3 separate regions of the Mus musculus genome follow, and regions 2 and 3 are each linked to region 1. Evidence: chromatin contacts called from public Hi-C data. All regions are on one chromosome and are shown on one strand. Each heading gives the region's core, a stretch centred on a gene start, on an enhancer-like site or on the middle of the called end of the contact. The rest is flanking DNA. Distances are from core to core; before and after follow the strand shown. Region 1 overlaps Rnf150 (ring finger protein 150). Region 2 overlaps Rnf150 (ring finger protein 150). Region 3 overlaps Rnf150 (ring finger protein 150).

The links. Hi-C and Micro-C count contacts between places; a contact is called where the count stands out from the background.
Region 2: a Hi-C map of bone marrow-derived macrophages shows a contact between it and region 1, with 2.1 times the contacts expected there. The contact joins two enhancer-like sites. A contact is called at or near these places in 4 of 484 Hi-C or Micro-C datasets (bone marrow-derived macrophages, embryonic fibroblasts and embryonic stem cells), 4 of 115 datasets of contacts at active chromatin or transcription factors (astrocytes, bone marrow-derived dendritic cells, bone marrow-derived macrophages and 1 more) and 1 of 9 other capture datasets (bone marrow-derived macrophages).
Region 3: a Hi-C map of bone marrow-derived macrophages shows a contact between it and region 1, with 2.0 times the contacts expected there. The contact joins two enhancer-like sites. A contact is called at or near these places in 3 of 484 Hi-C or Micro-C datasets (bone marrow-derived macrophages and macrophages), 1 of 115 datasets of contacts at active chromatin or transcription factors (embryonic stem cells) and 1 of 9 other capture datasets (bone marrow-derived macrophages).

The regions. Positions count from the first base shown.
Region 1 is chr8:83,062,395-83,066,671 of GRCm38.p6, reverse strand. All of the region lies in intron 6 of Rnf150 (ring finger protein 150), which reads right to left. Among named protein-coding and RNA genes, the nearest start is that of Tbc1d9, 100 kb to the left of the region's middle. Within about 2 kb of position 2,396, at least 36 of the 459 cell types and tissues checked have an H3K27ac peak or open chromatin away from gene starts, as enhancers often do. A contact at or near this core is called in bone marrow-derived macrophages, where this site is marked.
Region 2 is chr8:82,937,812-82,942,088 of GRCm38.p6, reverse strand. The region is part of intron 1 of Rnf150 (ring finger protein 150); the gene reads right to left. Among named protein-coding and RNA genes, the nearest start is that of Rnf150, 77 kb to the right of the region's middle. Within about 2 kb of position 1,913, at least 113 of the 459 cell types and tissues checked have an H3K27ac peak or open chromatin away from gene starts, as enhancers often do. A contact at or near this core is called in bone marrow-derived macrophages, where this site is marked.
Region 3 is chr8:82,994,744-82,999,020 of GRCm38.p6, reverse strand. The region is part of intron 2 of Rnf150 (ring finger protein 150); the gene reads right to left. Among named protein-coding and RNA genes, the nearest start is that of Rnf150, 130 kb to the right of the region's middle. Within about 2 kb of position 1,925, at least 20 of the 459 cell types and tissues checked have an H3K27ac peak or open chromatin away from gene starts, as enhancers often do. A contact at or near this core is called in bone marrow-derived macrophages, where this site is marked.

The DNA.
Region 1 (4,277 bases), core at 1,147-3,646:
CAAACCCAGGTCCTCTGGAAGAGCAGCTAGTGCTCTTAACCACTGAGCCATCCGCCCACCTCCAGGTTAGATCATTTCAAGAGCATGATTAGCCTTGGTGGCTCTGACAGTGTACACTTGTGCAGCCTCCATTCATGTCCAAATTCTTAAAAGCCCCAAACCCAGCTTGATTATTTTTGTTTCTCCCACACATTTTCTCATGGCACTTTATCGCCAGTCCTTCTGTTTCAACTTGACCTCAGATAATATCTAATTTAAAAAACCATATCAGGGTTTCTAAAATAATAATTGGTATTTGTGGCTAAGTAGTTCTCTATGTGAGAGACAGTCTATAAATTGCGGAATGTTTTACAGCACACTTGGTCTCTGCCCACTGACTGAGATTATTGCCAGCTGGGAAAGTCAAAAATGTCTTCAGGCCTTGCCAAGTGTCCTCTGGGTGAAGTATCCGCATGCCAGCAGTGGAGAATCACGGCTTTAGGTCAGCCTGTTTTTCTAGCTTATTTGGTTTTAGCATAGACAGGGTTACCTTCTTTTTAAAAGGCCGAATAATATTACACTGAATCCATCCACGGATGTATATGTAAGTTACTTCCACCTCTCAACTGCTGTGAATAGTGTGCTGTCTGATGAATATAGTGGTGCCCAGAGATTTTCTTGAGTTCTGCTTATGTGTTTGCCTGTGTGAGCACACATGTACATGTGGATGAGTGTGCACGTGTGCGCATGTGTGTGCACATGTGGAAATAGAGATGAATGCTAAGTGCCACCTGGGATAGCACTCCACTTTACCCACTGAGGCAGGGTTTCTCACTTGAACTCAGAGTGTGCAGATTTGGTGAGTCTAGATAGCCAGCTTGCCCCAAGTGTCCTTGTGTCTGCCTTCTAAGTGCTGGCGTACAGGAGGGCTGTCATTCTCCCTGGGCACTCGTGGTTCTGGGTATGTACACTCTGGTGCTCCTGTTTGCACTCAAGCGTTTCACTTGCTGAGCTGTCTCTCTACCCTCAATGTAGGGGAATTTTGAGATTTTGACTTTGGTTATTTCAGACCCAAGCCCAGATATGAGATAGCTGTAATTTTAATTTCCTGATTTAAGTTTTTGAGCAATCTCCATACACCTTTTCATATTGTTGTACCAATTTACATTTTAACCAACAGTGTACCCTAGACAACACTAAACAACAACAGACTTTGACAGTGGCCATCTTAATAGGTTTACGGTGATTATGCTCTGGTGGTTTGATGTGCGTTGCCCTGATAGTGAACTAATGCTGACGATCTTTACAAATGCATGGCCGCTTGGGTATCTTCTTTGCAGAGCTGCCTACTCTGCCTGGGAATGGTGTATATTATGTTCCCATATCTGGGAATTAAACTTAATAATACTTTGAAGATTTTTGCATGAATAAACATGAGGGAGTCTGGCTCGTAGTATCCCCTCCTTGTGTTATCTCTGACTTTGGCATCAGGATGAAGATGCCTCACTGAGCTGGAAGTGTGCTTTCCTCTCTCTCTCTCTCTCTCTCTCTTTTTTGAGGGGGAAAGAGTTTGAGAAGAAGTTTTATTATTTCCCCCTTTTGAAAAACATAGATGATGTCTGTCCTGCTTTCTTTGTTTTAGTTAATGTGGGCAATGGGAGAAGAAGGGCAGGCTGGGCTCAGACTGGGCAAGGATCTGAATGCTAGGTAGAAGCTTACAACTTCATTTAATTTATATGGATGCCATCATGCTGCTACTTCCAGAAGTACTGCAGAGAATGAAGGCAGTGGTAGAACATTTGCTTAGCATGCACAAAGCCCTGGGTTTACTCTCCAGAGTGTACACATATACATGCACACACACACACACACACACACACACACACACACACACACACACACACAGATACACACACACACACACATAGATACACACACATACACAGACACACACACACAGAGTGACACACACACACACAAACACACACACACACTCCAGCAATGCTGTGTCAGCTGTATTATTAATGTATTTATTATTGTAGCATATTCATTGGGAACCTGCCTCCATCTTTCATGTGCAGCCTCCTGGGCTCCTTCTCAGCTCAGTAACATGCTAGCACAGGGCCTTCCCTTTGTAACTACAGCCCCATTGTTTCTATAACGCTGTATTTCTTCACTGTTGTTGGAGGTAGGTCAATGTACCCACATTTCATAAAGCGATCTTTACCACATGACAGTCAGATGCCCACTCCTTGCCCTCCTGTTATATGATAGTGCAGCAAGTAGCCAGAAGAAACTGAAGAGCTGGGCTCTGGAGGAACACAGGTCTGGTTTAAAGGCCTAGGTCCTAGGTCACAGCAAGGAAGGATCATTTACTTGGCTCTAGGAAGGGTTGGAGAGGGGGAGGGGACAGAAACAGGAAAATGCCCTCTTACTCAGCATGTTCAAAAACAAGGAAGTATTTAAACAGAAGATTTGAGAAATACAGAATCCTTGCAAAATATAAAAACAGATTCCAAGCTACAGAGCTCAACGCTGGAGACTCAGCCCTGACGTGCGTGTGTTTGGCTCTGCGCGTAGGACTCATTTACATCCACCTGTTCAACTGCCAAGGTCAATTTAAGATTGGAGGTGTCTTAAATTTCTGACCGTTCTGACTACCTGCTCCCTTCAGCAAAACACAGAGAAGCCGATTTAAAGGAGACGGCAGATCTTTTGTGTAGTAGAAAGCTTGATCTTATCACCTCCTCTTACAAGTACCCATAGTCGGCCCTCAGCCAGTTTGAAGAACAGTTCGCAAGTGATGCCTTTGGGGGACCTGGTACAAGGGAAGGCCTCAAAGTGTAGCATAAAACTTGACTGCTTGGGGCTGGAGAGATGGCTCAGGGGTTAAGAGCACTGACTGCCCTTCTGAAGGTCCTGAGTTCAAATCTCAGCAACCACATGGTGGCTCATAACCATCCCTAATGAGATCTGATGCCCTCTTCTGGTGTGTGAGAAGACAGCTGCAGTGTACTTACATATAACAATAAATAAATTTTTAAACAAAACAAAATAAAACAAAACAAAACAAAAACCTTGACTGCTTAAGGCCTAAGTTTTAGCTATGGAAAAGAGGCCTAATGTTGTGGGTTTGTAGCACAGGTTAATGTCCCAACAAAAAAGTCTGCAATTGACTTAGTTGAGTGTGTTATTGTACCTTCTTAGAAAATGTAGACCCTACCTAAATGTATAACAGAGCAGTGGGCAAGTCAGGATGCTATAAAATTGTAACTTAACCCACTCTTCCTGCTTACAAACATTTCCAGTTCTTGGCATTTAGAACAACAGTAAGACTTTGAACTTGTATTCTACATTTGCCCCTGAGAGGCAGTTCTTGCCCATGTATTTGAGGCTAGAACTGAAGAAGTAACAGGAGCTAGGGAGTTCAGCAATGTTAGGATCTGGAGGTGGGAGCTTTGCCACCACCTCATGCATCGAACACATAGACAATTCTCCTGCCTCAGCCTTCCAAGTACTGAGATTACAGGCATGAGCCACCATGCCTGACTAACCTGCTACATTTTGTTTGTTTCCCAACAGAATCCGCACCACTTGTCATTTGTATTGTTATAAGACAATATACATGCTATGCACACATACAGTTTGAATACTGTATCCTCTGAGACCAAGTTCTCAGACCAGGCTCTTAGCACAAAGGGCATTTATTTGCCCCAGAGAGACAGAGGGCAGGGATAAGGGACAAAGACAGGAGATACAGAAAGAAGGAGAAAGAGGAGGGAATGAAAGAGAGAAAGGGGACGAGGGAGAGGTATTTGTCCCAGAGGGGAAGAAAGGACTGCTTCCGAATAGAGAGGACACAGATGTGGCAGGCAGGAATATGGTGTTTTACAGAATTACAAGGGGGAAACCTTGTGTTAGGATGAGGTGTTTAATTTTGATTGGGCATGTTGATTAGGTGAGCCAAAGTGTGGTTTTCAATATCTGGACTTCAATACTTTGATAGCTGGATCTTGGCCTACCAGGACCATTGCTCACCTTGCTTGTGCTGACTAGGGTCTCTTCATGTGCTATGCACATGTTGGAATTGTATCCCTTGTACATGCTTGTACACGGTAAAGCTGTATCTCCTAGTGTGCTGTACTGTGAGGCTGGGCCTTTAAGAGATCATTAGACTTTGGTGCAATTAATGCCTTATAGAAAACCCAAGAGGCTTGGTTATGTACTTTTGCTCAGACACGCGAGGACATAGCCAGAAGGCCAGCCAGGAATCACAACACGTTGACATTGGGATCTTG
Region 2 (4,277 bases), core at 664-3,163, 120 kb after region 1:
CTCATGGGTAATCTAAGCAATAAGGATTATGCTGTTTCTTACTAAAGTGCCAGTGTCAAAGGAAGTTGATAGTAATTCTCCTTACCATTATCATTATTGATTTAAGAGAAGTTGGATATCTTTATGAAACAATTGACTGTGACGATACTTCCCCCAGGCAGAGGAAATCATTGGTTATTGCAAGCAAACACAATTTCTTTATACATTATGGCACCAAGTGTCCAGAAGAATTGAAGCAAGTTCTCAGAGATCTCTGCAGTTGTAGAGGTTCATTGCATCATTGTTCACAATATCCAAGATGTTAAATTAGCTAAAGTATTCATCTGTGAGTGATGGGTAGCCAGACACCTCATACACATAGGAAGGATGTTACATGAAAATGATCCAGCCTTCCAAAGGAAGGAAATGCTGTCATGTCATTGTAAAATAGATGAGACTTGACATTATACTGAGTGAGGTCATCTAGTTACACAATAATCACAGCATACAAAATAATTAAGTGACAAGGACACTATGAGAAGAGTAGGGTAGGATTGGGGACTGGGGTTGGAAGAAGGTTGGGGTGCATGTGAAAGGCTCCAGGTCATAGCTCTATTCTACTGCTAACCAGCTCACCTTCATAAACTTCAATGGCATGAGCAGACAAATGCTCGTACAGCCTGATAAAGAAAGCTAAGGAATGCTTAGTGGAGCCATGAGGGTGTGCATGTGTATACGTGTGCATATGTGTGTGCCTGTGTGTATGTGTGTGTGTATGTGTGCATATGTGTATGTATCTGCATGTGTATGTGTGTGCATGTGTATGTGCATACATTGCCAGAAGAGGTTGCCCGTTGCCATGGGCATGAGGTTATAGGTGATTGCAAGCTGTCCAGTGTAGGTGCTAGGAACCAACACATGTTCTCTGCAAGAGCAGAGTGACTGCCGAGACATCTCTGCAGCTCCTTCTATTTCTTTTTTAAACGTGACATTCTGTTTACATGCTGGCCTTCTTTCTTCTTTTTAAGTAAGATCACTTGTTCTCAGCATCTCCCTGTCTCCCTTAGCCTTTTCTAAAGCATGAAATGTAGCACATACAAACTTGCTTCATGCTCATCCCAAAGGCCATTGTAAGAGAAAGAATCTTTTTTTTTTTTATAAAGTTGATGCATTGTCATACTTCTATAAAACCACTGCTTGGCCCTCACTGAGAAAAACCCTTATTTCAATGTGCAGATTATCTAGCAACAAAAAGAAAAATCCATTTCATGGAGCCATGAGGGAAAGGATGCAAATGACTAGTGCTCTTAACAGCAGTGGAGGAAAATGTATGTGTTCCAAAGTGATATGTACGTGCTGAAGTGATAAATTAATATGTGTTAATAATATTAATCAAATATTACTAATGTTTTCGGAGACATATTAGTTATAAGAACACAGCACCATGAGGCAGAGACCCTCATGAGTACTATAATTATCTACAGTGATACCCTTTGCCCATTCAGCTCCTTTATGTGCCCAGGAGTTGCAGGTCCACAGGACACTTACTCATCATGTAGCATAGGTGACATCTGGTGATGTGCACACAACTGTAGAGTCAGGAAGTCGAGCCTGCAAACCACTAGTATTAAACTGATGTGTTTGGTGTAAACCAGGGAACAGTTTTCCAAGATGTTTTCATGGTGTCATTTTTCAATTTAATAAATATCCTTTAGCGCTTGAGAGAGTGCAAGCCCTTAAGTCTGGGGCCAGACCTGGGAGACGAGAAAAGTTAAAGAGGACAGCACCGTTGGCAGGCAAAAGAAGAACTGGAGCTCTGAAGCTGTGTTTGAATAACATCCAGAACGATTAGGAAGGAGGAACTGAGAGGCAGAACGACAGGGCGTTTGGGGCTGACAGAGTCATAAATCTGTACGAGTACATACAGGAAATGCATGTGGAGGCTTCTAAAAATACACATAGTACAGGCATGAGGAACAAGGAAAATATAGCCTCCCTTCCCACCCTAGGGAGATTCAGTTTAAGGTTTGCACAAAGGGCTGCGCCTGACCTATTCCACTGCTGCAGTCTGTGCTGTGTCTGGAATACAGCAAGTGCTTGCAAAATTTGTTGCATGACTAAGCCAGAGATGAGGAGACCATGGCAGCCGAGGGACAGGTCACAGCTGTCTGAAAATACCAGACTCAGCACTTGGATTTTATCTTCCATATGGTAAACAAAACAAAGCAAAACATACTTTAGCACACTAAGCCCCTTTCGGAAGTGGTGTTAACTCTATGTTCAACAGCTTTCTAGAGGCTTTGGACAATGCACCCCTCATTTAGAACGATGGGTTGCATGAAGGGAACATCATTGTTTGGTTAGGGAATCTCTATTGCAGTATATTCCTTTTTTGATAAGGAAAATCTTAATTGCAACATACTTGTGGGCACTGCTAACTTATAAATTTGTTGGAGAAACCTTGATAATACTGTATCAGACAATTGTCAATGAAAAGAAAGCATTCACAATATAGCACCCAAAACCCAACAGCACAGCATAACCAAAGCAAATCAATTTCTTAACTGTAACCAACTTATCGTCCCTGAAGAACCCTTAGCTCAAACCTGCTGCAAGTCATGGAATGCTCATTTGGGGTTTTCCAATAGTTTTCATGTAAACATTTATTTACTTATTTTTATTTCATGTGAATTGGTGTTTTGCCTGCACATATATTTGTGCGAGGATGTCGCATTCCCAGAACAGGAACTACAGATACGTATGAGCTGCCCTGTGGGTGCTGGGGATTGAACCAGGGTCCCCTGGAAGTGCAACCGGTGCTCTTAACAGCTAAGCCATCTCCATTCCTGCCACCTTTTAAAATTCTTTATCTGACTTCCAGGTTCCTTGGCTTTGATTCAGTGCTTACCACAGACTCATCAGTTTTCATTATTTTTTCATTCTATTCTTTATCTGAGCGTGAGAAGTGACATTTTTACTGGTTGACCATGTGGCAGGATATAGACTTGTTGCTGTCCTTATTACTGGAAGGAACACCGAATTCTATTTGCCCTTAAAAAAACATTTAACATTTTTTTTTGCGTGAGAATATGTGTGCACATGTGTGTATATATATATATATGAGAATGTGTATGTGTATATGTGTATGTATGTTTCATGTGTGTGTACATGTGGGTGTATGTGTGTGGGGCGGTGAGCTATGAAAGGCAGCCTGGTCCCCAGTCGAGCACAGGCTTTGAGCGCCAGAGACCTGGTAGGTGACTTCTGTCTGCAAGGGATGGCAGGTGTTTGGCCATGCCCCCTGGGCCCCTGGATCCTACTGCAGAGAGGTGTGTAGTCATCAGTCAAGTAGAGCAATGCCCCAAGCTCCTGGTGTTCTGTCTGGACTCCAGTCCTTGCAGTTACCTGGCAACAGCCAGATAGGCTCCTCCCCACAGTTACCTGGCAACAGCCAGGTAGGCCAGCCCACTATAAAAGGGCTGTTTGCTCCCTCCTCCCTCTCTTACTCTCTTGCCTCCCCCCCACCCCCCCCCGCATCCCCTTCTCCCTTCTCTCCAAATGGCCATGGCTGACCTTTACTTCTCTACTCTCTCCTTCTCTCTGCCTTTCTACAATAAATGCCTTAAAACCATGGACTGTCTCTTCTCATGGGGATCCTCCATGCTGAAGCAATGGAGCAGGTCTTCCACTAACAAGCTGCTGTGTGTATAACCTCCTGCATAGGCCTCCCAGTGTTCCCAGCTACTGCTTCCCAATCCCAGCTAGCCACCTAGCAAGATAAGGGCTCTCCTCCCTGCAGGACCCAGCCAGAACTCTCTCCTCCTGCTCTTTTCCCCTTTGCCCAGTGCCAGAGCCCGCCAGTCGGCCCACACTCTGTCCTCAGCTCTTCTGCAACATATAGTGGCATCTGCAGTGTCCAAGAGCCTGAGAATCTGCCATCTCTGGCCTCCATACAGGCCTGGGGAACCCAGAGCCACTTCTTCTGCAGTACTCAGAGGCATCTGTGGTGCCCAAAAATCTGGACCCAACTCAGGCAGGTCCATGGGGACTCAGACTGCGCTTCCTCACTCCCAGAGCAGGGTTCTGTGGCTTCTCACAGTCCAACGCCTGCCTGGTGGCGGTGTGGGAGGCACAGTCAAACTTCCCACGTCGTGCCTCACCCTGGGCTGGATGCGGGATCCCATATTTAACCTACATATGTGTGTAAGTGCATGTATGTATGTATCTATGTGTGTGTGCATGTGTATACGTGTGCATATGTGTGTGCCTGTGTGTATGTGTGTGTGTCTGTGTGCATA
Region 3 (4,277 bases), core at 676-3,175, 67 kb after region 1:
TTTCACTATTCTAAGAAAGTACACTTTTAAAACTAGTATTTGGGATTTCCAAGATGCAAATTAGAGAGATGGTAAGTACGACTGGGACCTCAAGTTGTTCATGTTTCACTACCGAGCCATTTCCTTAGGTCCCAAAGCATAAACTATTTTGTTTATTGAGACAGCATGTCAACATGAAGCCCTGGCTGGCCTGGAACTCAGTGTGTAGACTCAGATTCTGAGTGCTGAGATTAAAGGCATGTCCCACCATGGCCAGCTTGGACATGAGACTTGTTCCTCAGCTGTGGTACTATTGGGAGATGCTGAGATCCACAAGGATCTGATGTCTGTCCTCAAGGAATCCATTAATGAGTTCATAGTCGCCCTAAATATTAGAGAATACTTTTGTTGTAGTCTATAATCAAACCCATGAAGATAAGATCATGCATATTTAATATACTGTGTTACATAGGAATAGAAAAAGTAAAAGTGTTTCTAGTCTAATATGGCTATAATTTCAATGTGATGAACTGGATGCAGGGGCATATCTTGTCTGCTCTCTCTCTATGTCCCTTCTTCTTACTGTCTAGCATTCTGTCTCTCTGTCTCTCTCTCTGCCTATCTCTGTCTCTGTCTCTCTCTGTCTCTCTCTCTCTCTCTCTGATTTTACAGACAGGGCTTTTCTGTGTAGCCCTGGCTGTCCTGTAACTTGCTCTGTGACTAGACTGGCCTTGAACTCACAGAAATCCACCTGCCTCTGCCTCCCGAGTGCTGGGACTAAAGGCATGTACCACCACTGCCTGGCCTCTTTCTCTTATTCTCTTGTCACTTCATGGTTGCCTGAACTGAGCAGCTTTCTCTACAACATGCTCCTGTTGCCATAATGTTTTACTTGTGACAGATCCATATCAACAGAGCAAGCAAACCATGGCTTGAGACCCGTAAAACTCTGAGGTAAAACATTTTCCCTCTGTCTTTATCATCTTCTTAGGTATTCTGTCACAGCAAGGAAGAGACACAAAGTGACCAAGACAAGCCTCTTGTGCCTTGGAGTTCATCTCTTTTTCCTTTTTTCCTTCAGTTTGTTTGTTTCTTTGGTTTTTCGTCTTGGTGGTCCTGAAGACTGGGTCCAAGACACCACTTATGCTAAGCAGATACTCTACCACCTAGCAACACCTTTGGCTTTTAGTTTTCAATGGAACCAAGTACAAAGTGGGAAGCAGCTGCTCTCTCCTGTGTTTCATGGAGCTGCACATGATGGAACCTGTGGTCTATCAAGAAACACAAGTTTTCTTTTGTGATTCTCAGTTAAAGAAATGATGATGGGAGACTTGGGGACCACTGTAGGTAGACTGAAGAACCACGGTGGTGTTCCATCCTTCTGTGTCAGGGGCATCCCCCACTATGTAGCTTGTTGGTATGGCTGGTATCTTTATGAATGTCTTCCAGCACAAGTAATTTCAAATTCTGCTTTTTAGTAAGGACTGTCAAGTGCAGGGCATGCTGGTAATTAGATTTATCCATCAACTTTCTTTATATAGGTTAAAAAATCAAGGTTATTAGGGATGTTTTGACTGTAGTTATAAAAAATGCTTTATGGAAAATAAGGATGAACTATATATAAAAAGAAAAAAGTCATATAAATGTTCTATAAATGATTACATACCCCATCAAACTCAAGGTACTAAAATGGTGATCTTCTAAATATTTAGGAAACTAGGGGAAAATATGACACTTTCCTCCTTGTTTCCATAGTACTAGAGTTTCAGGGAAGGGGAGAACGAATATATAATACTCAGACATGGAACTTAGGATAGCAAGATGTGGTGTTGGGCTCAGAACACTGTACCCACAAACATGGCTTGTTCTTTGATGTGCTCAGTTCTTTGGCCAAAAGGACACTTGAAGGCCCCAGAAACAGTTTCAGAAGTAAAGTTTCACATGGAACATTTTCTGTTCCCCTGAAAGAAGTCACAGAAGTCATAATTCCTCTTTTCCGAGGTGAGTCATAGGAGCTAGAGGTGCCCCTTTCACAAAGACCCAAATAAACATGAGACCTGCAAAGGTCACGTTTGCTCCTCTTCTCCGAAAGCCCTCACATCTGAGAAGTCTGGCTTTACATGGGAGAAAGGAATGCAGCATAGGAGACAATCTAGGATGAATCTGAGGAGCCTGGCACTGCTGGCCTCTATCAGTCCACCACTGGGTGGAGCAAACCACTGTTTGCTTGATCACACTTTGATGTAGCTCTCCATTCTTCACTGACCCCAAGGACAATGATGGACATTATCCCCCAGGTCCTTTGGCCTTCAATGGAAGACCAATGCAAATTGATGATGTCTAGTTGCAATGTTGATTTATTTAACCTTTCTTACATTAGTGTTGTTCTGGTCATGACCTTTATGATGAGTGAAGAAAGACATTGCTTTGCATCACTGTAACAACATCAATGGTGGAGAGACTGGGGAAGATACTAAGTCACATTAGAATAGGCCAGGCTCAGGACTCAGACCTCTTGTCCCAAGTATCCATTCTTCAGGTGAGCCCCACGCTTCTAATGATTAAGTGGTACCCATAAGCTGATGTTTCCCACACTCCTATAGCTATCTCTGACTTCTCTCTTGAGATGCAGGCTCATAGTGAAAAACCTCCCAGGGCATTTCTGCTCCAATAGCTGATAAGCTTCTACACTTAATGTTGTCAAATACAGTGCTCAAACCAACCCCACTGCGTCTCTCCTGCTTTCCTCACTTGTAGTAGATGTTTGAAATTGAGCCAATTACACCCTTGATTCCTGTTTCTCTCTAACATACTATAGCTGTTTGACTTCTGAGCCAAAGTGGAGCCCTCTTGAGAACACACCGTGAGTTAATAATTAGACTGTGGGATATTGTGGCATATAATAAGAAACACATTTTGTTCCTTACATTTTGTTCTTTATCTTAGTCCCCCTTGAGAGCTCCCTAAATCCCTGCAATTCAGTGATGGGAGTGGCAGTGTGAACCAGTCCTGTTATTCAAAACAAGCACCTTGCCGTCACCCTGGCTTTGTATTAATAAGGTGGTTTTCAGAAAGTCCCTAAGGATGGGGCTGACCACCTCAGAACTTTGTGGTTAGAGGTGTGGGATGTGTAGACCTACCCTCTACCCTCATATGCTCTGAATACAGCTGATAGTCTTACAATACAAGCTCTGTGTGGGCAGAGACCTTAACTATGTGATGTATTGGAAATAAACCAATAAACCTACTCTCTCTCTCTCTCTCTCTCTCTCTCTCTCTCTCTCTCAGAAAGGCTGAAGGTTGAGTCTATCAACAATGAATAATGACTTACTCCATACCCCTTCCTTTCCACATAGGTAATGAAACCTCCTTGCATCCCAAACAGGGCTCAGAGAACTCCCAGTTTGACAGCATGTGGAAGCTGTCCCTCTCAGACAGGATCAAAAGTTCTACATCCTGCCTTCCGTACTGAGCATTCTGTCCCTCTCACCAGGCTGTCTCCCAGCTGTAAGTTTTAGAATTAAAAGATAAACATTAAGCCAAGAGCTTGCCGATGAACACTCTGTCATCCAGAGGAAAAGGTATGTAACTTAGACTTGACACACATCTAGAATAGGGCAGTTTTGTGGGATTATTTTACCTTGGGGGGGGGGGTCTGACTTTATTGCCAGAATGGAGTTAGAGTGTAGGGGGATGGGGAATTGCATAATGTGAGAGAGACCCCTATGTTTGGGGCAGAGTATTATCAGTTGAGTGAAAGTATAAAAGGAAAAAATGGGGTCTCTTTCCCCCTTCCGCATGGGATGGAACAACAGGTGTAAAGGCAGATGAATTTTATGTTCTGCATTGGGTCCACAAGAACTTCACACAGTGCTAAAATCTGACCTTATACATAGCCTTTTTATGACACTGAAGTTCAAACCCACCACTGTCCACAGTAACTGTAGCCCTTCCTTTAGAGGCCTCATGTCCGTTGTGTGTTCTTATTGCTGCCACGCTAACACAAGCTGTGAGGCAGAGCCTTTGTCTATATAACAAATGTGAAAAGAATTAAAACATATTTATACATACACAGCGTTTCTGGAGGCACTCACAGGATATGGTCAGAGTGATTCCGTCCCTGAAAGGCTGTGGTATAATTGCTAAGGGGATTTGGCATGGAAAGAAAAGGAAACCTATTCTGAAATGCACACCTCTCACTTCGTTGTTGTTATTATTTTATTAAAGAATTGTTTTAATTTTTATGTATATGAGTACATTATAGCTATCTTCAGATATACGAGAAGAGGGCATCAGAT